2 separate regions of the Mus musculus genome follow, and region 2 is linked to region 1. A link is a contact called in public promoter capture Hi-C data. All regions are on one chromosome and are shown on one strand. The core of a region is the stretch at or near the end of the contact, and the rest is flanking DNA. Distances in the headings are between cores, read along the strand shown. Region 1 has its middle 45 kb from the start of Gm33234. Region 2 overlaps Pcsk6 (proprotein convertase subtilisin/kexin type 6).

What was found. Promoter capture Hi-C pulls out the DNA fragments that hold promoters and counts their contacts.
Region 2: a promoter capture Hi-C map of liver shows a contact between it and region 1. The contact joins two enhancer-like sites. A contact is called at or near these places in 4 of 39 promoter capture datasets (the HPC-7 cell line, cranial neural crest, embryonic stem cells and 1 more), 3 of 484 Hi-C or Micro-C datasets (embryonic fibroblasts, liver and nephron progenitors) and 1 of 115 datasets of contacts at active chromatin or transcription factors (embryonic stem cells).

What each region holds. Positions count from the first base shown.
Region 1 is chr7:65,735,507-65,741,061 of GRCm38.p6, reverse strand. No RefSeq gene overlaps it. Among named protein-coding and RNA genes, the nearest start is that of Gm33234, 45 kb to the right of the region's middle. Within about 2 kb of position 3,236, at least 16 of the 459 cell types and tissues checked have an H3K27ac peak or open chromatin away from gene starts, as enhancers often do. A contact at or near this core is called in liver, where this site is marked.
Region 2 is chr7:66,001,176-66,006,730 of GRCm38.p6, reverse strand. The region is part of intron 13 of Pcsk6 (proprotein convertase subtilisin/kexin type 6); the gene reads right to left. Among named protein-coding and RNA genes, the nearest start is that of Snrpa1, 56 kb to the left of the region's middle. Within about 2 kb of position 2,715, at least 6 of the 459 cell types and tissues checked have an H3K27ac peak or open chromatin away from gene starts, as enhancers often do. A contact at or near this core is called in liver, where this site is marked.

The DNA of each region.
Region 1 (5,555 bases), core at 1,987-4,486:
TTAACTACTAAGCCATCTCTCCAGTCCTACTTTTTAATTTTTTTTTAAGTTTTGTAGTGAGTTGTGCCCTGAGCTCTTTCTTGTTAAAATTTTAAGGTTTTCCTTCTATTTCTAGGGGATAAATTTGTGCCTTCCTTAACGGAGTCTAAGAACTACTAGAACTTTATCTTATGGCAATTGTACATAAGTGATTACCTCCACTTTAAAATAGTCTCAAGAGCTTAAAAGTACACTCTGAGCTCCTCAGGAATGGGGAATGCATCCACAAAGAAATTATCTTCACTAACATACTGTGTTCTCTTTCTTTATGACCCTGGGGACTTCAGGCAAGGGAGCCGGCAGCTTTTGCTTTATTGGTCAATGAATCTGACTTCCAACTTCACTCAAGGTCTTCAAGGGACTATGGAAGGTCTAGGCCGGACCTCAGCAGGCAGCCACAGGAAGACACCTGCTTCTCACCTATTACACAAGCATGGCATGGCCAACCACAAGACAAACCAGACCCAGCTGGAGTCGTTTTTGCATTTCAAGCTTTCAATTGTGTCCAAGAGCCGGGGACAAGAAAACTCTTCACTAAGCGTGCCAAAGTTCAAACTCATCTTCAGTGGAGAAGGGTTCCACGTTAGGGATCAGCTAGAGATTCCCTCTCATGCCAGGCATGAGAACCTTGGGAGGATTTTGCATTTAATTTTTAGCTGTATCTTATAAAATCATATGCTTCTGCATCGTGGTTATTATAAATTCTCTAGAGAGCATGGAAAATACACAGAAGGGTATTTTAAGTTATATGCGAATACTAAGCACTTTATAAGGAATTTGGGCATCCATGAATTTTGTTATCTGTGTGGTCCTAGAAGACAATTCTCTCTCTCTCTCTCTCTCTCTCTCTCTCTCTCTCTCTCTCTCTCTCACACACACACACACACACACACACACACACACACACAGAGCTAGGACTTATATTTTTGGTTGTGAGCCTAGCCTTTAATGGCTGAGCCATCTCTCCAGCTCGAGCTAGGACTTTTTTTTAGCATAGTAGATAGCATGTCAGTCTCCTAAAACTCCACAAACAATTCTCACAGATTTCCTTTGTTGAGGGTTTTACTTTTATTAAAAGACAAGGTCTTGTTCTACAGCCCCAGGCTGGCCTGGACTTCTCTCCATCTTTACACTTCTAAGTGCTAGGATTTATGTGTGAGTCACCATGCCTCCTGGGACTTTTGTTGAGTTTTGCCAACTCTTGGGCCCATAACTAACCTGGGACTGGGTATGTTTCAGACATAAGAGCCCTGTGAGGTTTTCATTTATGTCAATGAGTGAGGCAAAGGTGAGACAGAGAGATGGATGCTGGGACTTCACTTACCTATCAATGACCTAATGACTTCTATGCCAAATCAGCTCAGGTAAGTGTTCTGGCGTTTCCTAAGCCAGTTGGCGCTGGGCACTATGGTCTCAGATTTTTCAGTGTGTTCATTTTCTTATCCTCATTCAAATATGCAGTGAGGTAGTGTGTCCCAAAGACAGCCAGGTTCTAGCCCACAAACCCTGTGGTTGTTGTACATAGTAAAGGGGACTTTGCAAATATTATCCTGGGTCAGTCTAGTACCTTTATATGAAATCAGGAGTGTCCTCCTGGGAGGGGACACAGAGATGTTTGACACAGAGGGTTAAAAATACCAAGCTGCTACACAAAAATTGTCATTACATATATACAGATACATATACGTTATATACATATGCATCATATAAACATACATCATATACACATATATCATATACATTATATATACACACATACATATTCATTACATACATATGGATATATGCTACATATACATATGCATACACATGCACAGACACCATATACATATACATATACATACATACACACACACACATACACACTATATACCATAGTATGAATGTGGAGGTGAGAGGGCAGCTTTTGAAACTCAATTCCCATCCTCTCTCATGTGTGTCCCAGGCATGGAACTCATGTTCTCAGGCTTATCAAACAAGTGTCTTTACCTACTCGGCCATCTTGGCCACTCAAAGCTGCAACTTTTGACAATGAAAAATAGAGCTAGGAGAAATTCGGCTCTAAACAGCCTTGGAGAGAGGGAGGTAGGTAAGTGGTTTCCCTCCTATAGCCCGAGAGAGTGACCCTCCTAAAACCTTGACAGCTGGAGCCAAAGTGCTTTGACATTTCTGACACCCAAGCTTCAAGAGGAATCTCTGTGTGTTACTCTAAGCCATGAGTTCATGATGGTTTGTGGATGAGGCTTCCCGTTGTTTCTGGGTGGCTGAGGGAAGAGTCAGTTATGCAGATGTGAGGACATCTGGTGGAATCTGCTGGGCCATCAGGCTGAGAACACCATCCATCCACAACCTTGCTTGTACTTGGTAAGTACTGTATTCATCCCTCTCTGCTCAGACCCTGGTCCCAGCCTACCAGGAAGCCTGCCTGGTGCCTCAGGTCCCACCAGTTGCAGGCACCTTTGCAAGCTTCCCCTTCAGCATCTGCAGACCCAGAACTTCAATTGCTAATCACCTACTCCCAGGCTGCCCACTTTGGTCTCAGCTATGTGGATCCCTTCTGGACCATTCTGTAGCTGGCTATCACTCTGTCCAATGAAGTCTGTATCCATGACAGCATTTTACATACGTGGGTAGCTCTCCTAAGTCTCCCCAATAGATTGTACTTTTATTGTGGTTAATAATTCTATATTAAGTTCCCCTGAGTGATGTTTGTCTCCTGGTCAGATTTAGCCTACTTTGTATGATTCCATGATGAACTTTTAAATTAAATCTGCGTTATTTTCTTATCACAGTCTAGAAAAATCAACAAAACAACATCTAAGCCCTCACTTGTAATGTTGGCCAATATCCCTTCTACTTCCAATTTCCAGCTGTCAACACATCACAGAACATGGATTTAGGAAGAGAGAGATGTCTTGTGGCTACCATTATCTACAGTTTCTATTGATATAACACACAGATACAAGCCCTAAGCATAAATAATTTGGTAAAATTAATTAGGAAGTGTTGGTTCTCATATAGCATACTTAATTGCAAGTTCAAATAATTAATGGTTAACATGCCTGTGTTTAACAACTGGTTCGCAAAAATTCCAGATCACTTAAAAGTTGGCTTTTCTTGAGTACTACAAACCAGCTGCTGGCCAGCCCTGGGACAGAGGCCTTGGGCAACATGCCAAAGGTGCTGAGTACACTTTCTGTCAGGGCTGGCCTCTTCAGGGAGCAAAGGCGGTCTTTTGATGGCCTGCTGGGGTGAACCTGGGTCAGGAGGAGCCTTCACTGACCACATTTGTCGCTCCTGTCTTCCACTGTGACCTTATCTGCCCTCCATCGTGCCTGGTAACACGTGCACTTCTGGACAGCAGCGTCAGTTACCAGGCCCCATGCTTCTTAGAGCAACGAGTGTCTTGGTAGACACTGTTCCCAAGTATGGCTGAGGTGACTGGGATCAGGCAACCATACCTAGGTGTGCAAGCTTCAAAACTCACCTCACTACTCGCTAGCCAAGGGACTCAGAGCCAATCATCCACCGCCCACACATGCCCAATGAATCATGGTTCCAATGAGGGTGGAACAAGGTCATGGAAGCAAGGACAGGGCCCTCTAACTGAAGCAGCCGTGCTGGAGCCAGCGGCATACTCCCTGGGAACCAGCAGCGGGTCCAGATCACAGAATGCTATCAGATAGCCCAGCCTTCCCCCTACAGAAAACAAAACCCAGGCAAGCCACCTGACCTTTCTCTTGCATGTTTCCCAGGGATCAAAGAGCCTCTAACATTAACCCCAGAGGAGCTATTCCCAAATAGAGATAAAAATATTCCCTGTGCCCACTCCTGAAATTTTCTAAGGTATCCTCTGCGAGGGAGTGATCAGTGCCACCAAGGGGCCAGCTGGCTGGAAACAGAGTGGGGAAGCCTGGGTCGAGGTTCCCAGTCTGCTGCCTGCCTGGGGCCTGTGCTGTCCAGGGAATGAAGCTGCACCAAGACTCACAAGCATCATCCAGGCTGCAGCTTGGGTGTGGTCAGTGTGAAGGTAGCCTTAGCCTGGTTCTTCCTCGGCAAGACACTAGGAAGATGGTCCATGAAAGTGATCCCCGAGCATACATGTGAGGCTAACTCAGAGAGATATGGACAGAGACCCTAGAAAGTTATGGCCAGTGCCCCCACCCTCACCCCTGACTCGCTGCCAAGGGGATTCCCATCTTCCACCTAGGACCGTGCTCTCCTGCTCCCTCCAGCCTGGAGCTGGGGCCCATCCTGGGTCCAGTAGTCCAGGCCTTAGCAAACACCACATTGTGGTGCGGGTCCTCAAAGGATCAAGATTTTCCTCTGGTAAATCCAAAGGGGATGTTCTCAGAAGAGACGACCCCAACCCCAGATGGAGATGCCAGCACTGGACCTGCCCTCCCCACCCTGCCTGCTGCCTGTCTCCTGGCTTCATCCAGAATATCAAACAGCAAGTCTGGCTTAGCGGACCTGCAGGAATGGCCAGATTGTGGGATCTTGCTGTCCAGGAAGACTCCTGTCTAGTCAGTCCTTCCTCGTCTCACCTTTTCCCTTATCCCAAGTGTGGCCAAGCCACCAATTCACAGACATGTTAGCCAATGTGCCTTTTCTTCTTGGTCTTGTTAGTGAAAGGTGGATGACAGGTTAAAAGCAAGGTTCCAGCCACCAGAAACGATGGATAGAAAAACACCAACACACTCTGATATACAGACCTGCAGGAATGTGCAGGTGTACACGTGAGCATATAGTTACCCGCCCACAGTTACAGACATTCACACATGTACGTGTGTCAATGTACATTGTGTATGCATACACTGACTGTTGTCCCTCAGTACCTTCTGAGACTGGTTCTAGGATCCCAATCCTTGCAGTGTTCAAGTGTGGCACGTAAAACAATTGTAGTGTTTACATGTAACCTTTGCACGGACCAATACACAGAGTGAATGCCATCTGAAGAGCTGGTTCTTCCAAGGCTGTATATTTAGAGAATAATGAAGAAAAAAACATCTGTACAAGACCAGGCAGTGGTGGCACATGCCTTTAATCTCAGCACTTGGGAGGCAGGGACAGGTGGACTTCTGTGAGTTCAGGACAGCCAGAGCTCATAATAGAGAGACCACGTCTCCAAACCAAACCAAGCACCTGTACACTCACATGTATTTTCAATCTATGATTGCTTGAATCCATGATCACAATATTTGGGTGCAGGGGGGTGGGAGGGAGGGAGGGAGGGAGGGAGAGAGAGAGAGAGAGAGAACGAGCCATTAATGTACAGGGCTTAACAAGGCTCAAATAGACAGACACCTAAACCAAGCACCAGGTATGGCCTTCACAGAACATTCCTTCCAGACAAGGATTCCAGAGAGGTGCCTGGGCATATCACTTTCATCCAGACCAGGAGGTGAGTGTCCCTGGTTTTCAGGCTCCTGGTGGCAGAGAGTAAAGAGGCCTCTGCTCTTTCCCTTGCTATTCTCTTCCTGCTGTGATATTACTCATGCCTGTGGTTTTAAGTA
Region 2 (5,555 bases), core at 1,466-3,965, 270 kb before region 1:
AATTAGTTCATTTGGCTTTGTTGGGATTATTATCATTACTGGACAGACACCCCTCCCCACCTTAAGGTTCTGCAGATGGAATGTTGTTGCAAGGCTGTACCTGTGAGCACACCCATAGCCAGCTACGCTTTGGATTTTGGCACCTTGCTTGCCGGGCTCTGGCCTGAATTTTGGGTTTCTCTTCTTTTCCTTTGGTTCTTCCAAGGTCCCAGTGTTTGCAAGTCACCTAGGATCTCCTCCCACAGGGCATCAGAGATCAGCAAAAGCCCCGAAGGAAAAAGACCTGCTCTTCAATGGATACCTTAAAAAATTATTTTCTATGGTGGGGAGCTCTCCAGACTTTTGGTCTTCTATGGCATAGAAATGGAAGAACATCTACACTACATATCAATGCTTTAACCATTCGTTTTCAGGACATTTGTGAGCGATATAGGGGAAGAACACTTTGCTAACTTAGAATAAAAACAGAAACAAATTACAAAAAAAAATCATAAAGATGGGAATTCAAAAATAAAAATAATTGCCAAAAACTCTGTAGGAGACATTTGGGGTCCTCTTTAAAGGTTTATTTATTTTTACATATTTTTATGCCTGAATGCATGTAGTATGTAGGTTCACCATATGTGCACACCTGGTGCCTGTGGAGGTCAGAGCTTCATATCCTCTGGAACTCAAGTTAGAGATTGTGAGCTGCCTGCCATGTGGGTGCTGCGAACCGAAACCAAGTCCTCTGCAAGAGCAGTCAGCTCTCTTAACTGAGCACCTCTCCAGCCAAGATTATTTTTGAAAAAGGATACGCAAAGGCATAAAAATCACTGGATATGCAAGTAACAGAAACGAATGCCAAGAGCTACGTGTAACGTGGCAGGAAGGCTGTACAACACTACAGGAGAACAGACTGGATGGAAATAGAGATATATTTTTGAACATGCCATGTTTCTCAAAATAAACTTTATTACTTCTGTGTAAACACTAAAAGCACCCATCAATTCTGGGGAGGGTTTGGTTGGTGCCACACTGCCCAGCTAGAGATCTAAGTGAGCCTTCACTCCTAACGGTGGCAGGACAGAGCCAAGGAAGCTTTGCCTTTTTTCTGAACACCTACTTTTCTTTCCTTTTTTAGAGATTTATTTCCTTTTTAATTATGTGTTTGTGTGTGTCTGTGTGGACATGTGCGTGTGAGTATGGGTGCCCTCCGAAGCCAGAAGGGGGCGGGAGATCTGGAGCAGGAATTAGAGGTGTTTGTGGGTACTGGGAGTTTAACTCCGGTCCTCCGGAGGAGCAGCAAGAGTTCCTAACCTCTCAGCCGCCACCTCTTTGGGTCCAGGAGGGCCTATTTTTCATTTGCATTTCATCATCATTGAGTTTGTCATTCGCACATGAAATGGGGAAGAGGTAAGCCTCCTCTTGCTACCTTTGCAGTCAGGAGAAAAAGAACCAATGAAATGAAGCCACGCCCCCTGGAGGAGGACAGCGTTGGTAGGATTGGTGGCTCACCTACTGAGATGAGACAATTCATTTGTTCTACAATCAGGAGAATAATATTACAGGTCTCTGGGAAAGTAGAAGCATGTTGAAGTGGTTGGTTTCAAGATTAACGCAAATAGTGGTTAAAAAAAAAAAAAAACGGATCGTGACAACTACGTGTTTGGAATTGTTTGGAATCGGTCTTAAGTTCTGTTTCCAAGGATGTGGGAGAGAGGCTTGGTAGTCACTCTCTGCAGAAATGAGTTTAGTGGTCCACTTAGACTTGAGCTTTGTACAAGGAGATAAGAATGCTCATAGTCATCTATAGGATGGAACACAGGGCCCCCAATGGAGAAGCTAGAGAAAGTACCCAAGGAGCTGAAGGGGTCTGCAACCCTATAGGTGGAACAACAATATGAACTAACCAGTACCCCCAGAGCTCCTGTCTCTAGCAGCATATGTAGCAGAAGATGGCCTAATCGGCCATCACTGGGAAGAGAGGCCCCTAGGTATTGCAAACTTTATATGCCTCAGTACAGGGGAAACACCAGGGCCAAGAAGTGGAAGTGGATGGGTAGGGGAGCAGGGGTGGGGGTGTGGGGGGAGGGTATAGAGAACTTTCGGGATAGCATTTGAAATGTAAATAAAGAAAATATCTAATAAAAAAAGAATAAAAAAAAATCTTGGAAAATCCAAAAAAAGAAATGAGTTTAGTGGAAAAGTTTAAAGCCAACACAGAGGATTTGCTCATTCGGTCTGTCTTCCTCCTAGCGAAGAGGATAAGATCGATGGAGCCACTGGCCACAGATTGCAAAATTCCAAGTTCCATTTTGGAAATGACGATCAGTCTCAAACAGATGTCAATAAAACAGAGGTCAATAAAACCAGCAATGAAACGGCAGCAGTTAGGGAGAAAAGACAAACTCGAATGAGCCATGAAGGGGAAACCAAGAACCATGGAACTTTTTAAGAAGATGAAGGAGAGATCAGCCTCGGGAGACTCATTCTTTCCCCCTTTAACTGATTACTGAACATCCTGCTGAGCAAGCAGGCTGAAAACAGGGTTGATTAAAACCACACGAGCTTTTGATTTAAATAAGGCTCACACACGCTCACACACCCACCATCCAATCACTCAATGACTACTTATTAACTGAAGGGGAGAAACCAGAGCAGATTCAGCCCGGGGCTTCCCAAGGCCATGGCACAATCACACCGGACCAGGTCTACACACAGTGACTTTGAGATCGATCCCTGTGGACTGTTTCATAGATGATCATGGAAGCTTTGACCTCATCTGCCATCTGAGCATGGTTTATCCCAGGATCTCTAGATGACACAGATGTAAAGTGAGGCTTGTGGGCTGCCGCTGTCTTGGATGGTACAACCTCAAAGCAGTCAATGGTGGGGAGAATGGGAGCTGGGAGCGAGCTTGAAGTGTTGTGGTCAAAGCTGAACAACAGAATAAAGTACACAAGGGGAAGGCTTGCAAAGTGGTCTCAGAGGACTAGCAAGCCTTCAACTGTCAGCTGGTATGGGCTGCTGCGTCCTTACCTAGCATTGCATAACCCTTCTGGGTGGCGTCATCTGCCTCACCAGAGAGCGGCACGCTAGGGAGGCCAAATGCCAAGTCTTCCCTGGGAGGGGAGAGAAAAGCCAGTCACAGGTAGCTCATCAAACTGATGGCCACCATGTCAGAGCCCAGGCTGCACCTCAGGGGAGGCTCAGAGAAAGGAAACAAGCTGTAGGTGACCTGGCAGTTCTGGGAAAGTGAATCAGGAGGTCAGTGTGACCTTAGTGGAGTAAATGCCAATGTGGCATTAATGGAGTAAATGCCATTAGTACGAGGTACGAGTCATGTCTGCAAGAGCCTCGCGCTCCCTTTAGCCTTCCATTCTGGTCAGTAGAACGCCTCTTTGCTTGAGACTAAGTGCTGAGACACGTAGAAAAGTGGGGTACCCTTACTATCAAGCATGTCTCATGGGCTGGGGAGACGACTCACTAAATGGAATGCTTGCTGCACAAGCAGGAGGACCCAAGTTCAAACCCTGAGCCCACAATAAAAAAACAAAAAACAAAACAAACAAACCATCAAACAAACAAAAATAAATAAAAATGGGTGTAGCAGTGTGCATCTACAATCCCAGCACTGGGGAGTCATGGGCAGGCCGATCCCGGGGACGAGGGCACGCTGGCCAGCCAGTCTAGCCAAATCAGTAAATCCCAGGTTTAGTGAGACCTTACCTCAAGAAATAAGGTGGGAGTTGACAGATGACACCTGGCAAGGACTGCTGCCCTTCACACGCGAACCATTACGTGCCCCCACGCAAGTGCACACACATGTGCACAGAGAATTACTTCACAGGGTCCTGGGTTCAAACTCCACTATTGTGGTAAAACTAAGTAAAACTTTGGAAAGTTTTTCTCCACCCGCCTGTATGCGCATGTGAGGACGATGTGCACTTGGGAGTCAGAGAACAGCTTCGTGAGTTGCTTCTCTCTATATATACTTCTGTGTTGGTTCTGAGAGGCAGTCTCAGGTTGCCAGGCTGGTGTGGTAACCACCTTCACTTGCTAAGCTGGATGTCTCTCCAATTTATAACTTTTATTTACTTATTATTAGCGGTTTCTTTGTTTTGTTTTGTTTTGTTTTTTGAGACAGGGTCTCTCTAGACAGCCCTGACTGTCTTGGAATTCACTCTGTGGACCAGGTTGGCCTTGAACTTACAGAGATCCACCTGTCTCTGACTCCCAAGTGCTGGGGATAAAGGCACTGTTATTACTACGTCCAGCAAAGATTTATTTTTATTGTTTTTAATTATCTGTATGTTGGGTGTGTTGGAGAGAGGATATTGGCACCTGCCTATAGAGGCCAGAAGCATCCATTGCCCCTGGAATGGTAGGCAGTTGCAGCCAACCACACAGGTCCTGAGTGAAGGACGAAGGGCTCTCTAACAGACCCAAACATGGCAAACATGGTGCCAGCAGGTTTTGCTCTCTCCCCCTTCCTTCTCCCTTGCTAAACCATTAGATTATATTCCTAAAGCTAAACCCAAGGTCTATTACCCTATTTGGCTGCTAACTCATTCCTGAGACTGAATACCATGGTCCAGCAATCAAAATTCACTATTTGGCAACACTAGCTAACAGGTCCAGTCAGGACTTGCCAACTTAGCCTAGCATAGACTTTTCCTTTTCTCCTTAAAAGCCACTCCTGTAGAGAGACACCTGCCATTGGCCTTTGTGCAATCCAAAAGTGCACACCCCCAACCCCCACTTCTCCCTTGTGGGTAATGAATCTCCTTTGTACTGAGAACTTGCTATCTGGGTGTATTTTGTACGACTTGCGGGGCAGGTTCTGACACTGGGAACAAGATAAGCTCTTAACACTGAGCCACTCTCCAGCTTTAATTTTAAAACGTAAAAAAAGAAAAAAAAAAAAAGGAAAGAAATCTTTACAGATAATCACAGGCACTATGCATAGAGACAGATTATTTTCCTGACGCTTTTCAATTTCCTCACAGAGAACTTTACCTAAGGCCCGCCTGCATTCGAAAGCCCCTGCAGGCCCCAGAAAAATCACATATAATTTATTCCTTCCATAAGTATGCAGAAGCTGGGACCGACAGAGGGTCCATGACTGGGCAGGCAAGTGGTGAGTTGGAATCCAGACTGAGCCTGCCAGACACTCTGCTGTGGGTGCGGGCCAGACTGCTCTGCCATGAGCAAGCCCAGTGCCTGCAGTGAGCATTGGGGCCTGCCAGCCTGACTCCCCCCTTGTGCTTCCTCAGGAGGCTGGGTGTGCAGGCGTCAGGACGCCTAGCTTAGCTGTGCTTCTAGAACTCACTGTGAACATTTTAACAAGAGCGTTGCTGGTCTCACTGGGCCTCTCTGATGCTGTCCTAGCCTGAACTTTTCACATGGGAAGGAGGGAACCAAAGACGGGAGTCCTCTCCTCGGAACCATGCAGGTAGAGTCAGGTGTGCCAGGCTGAGCTCCAAAGAAAGCCAAGATGTGTGGGAACCGCTCTAATGTTCCGACCCTGGGGAACGCAGCCAAGCGCACAGGAAGGCACCAGAAGCTGGGTC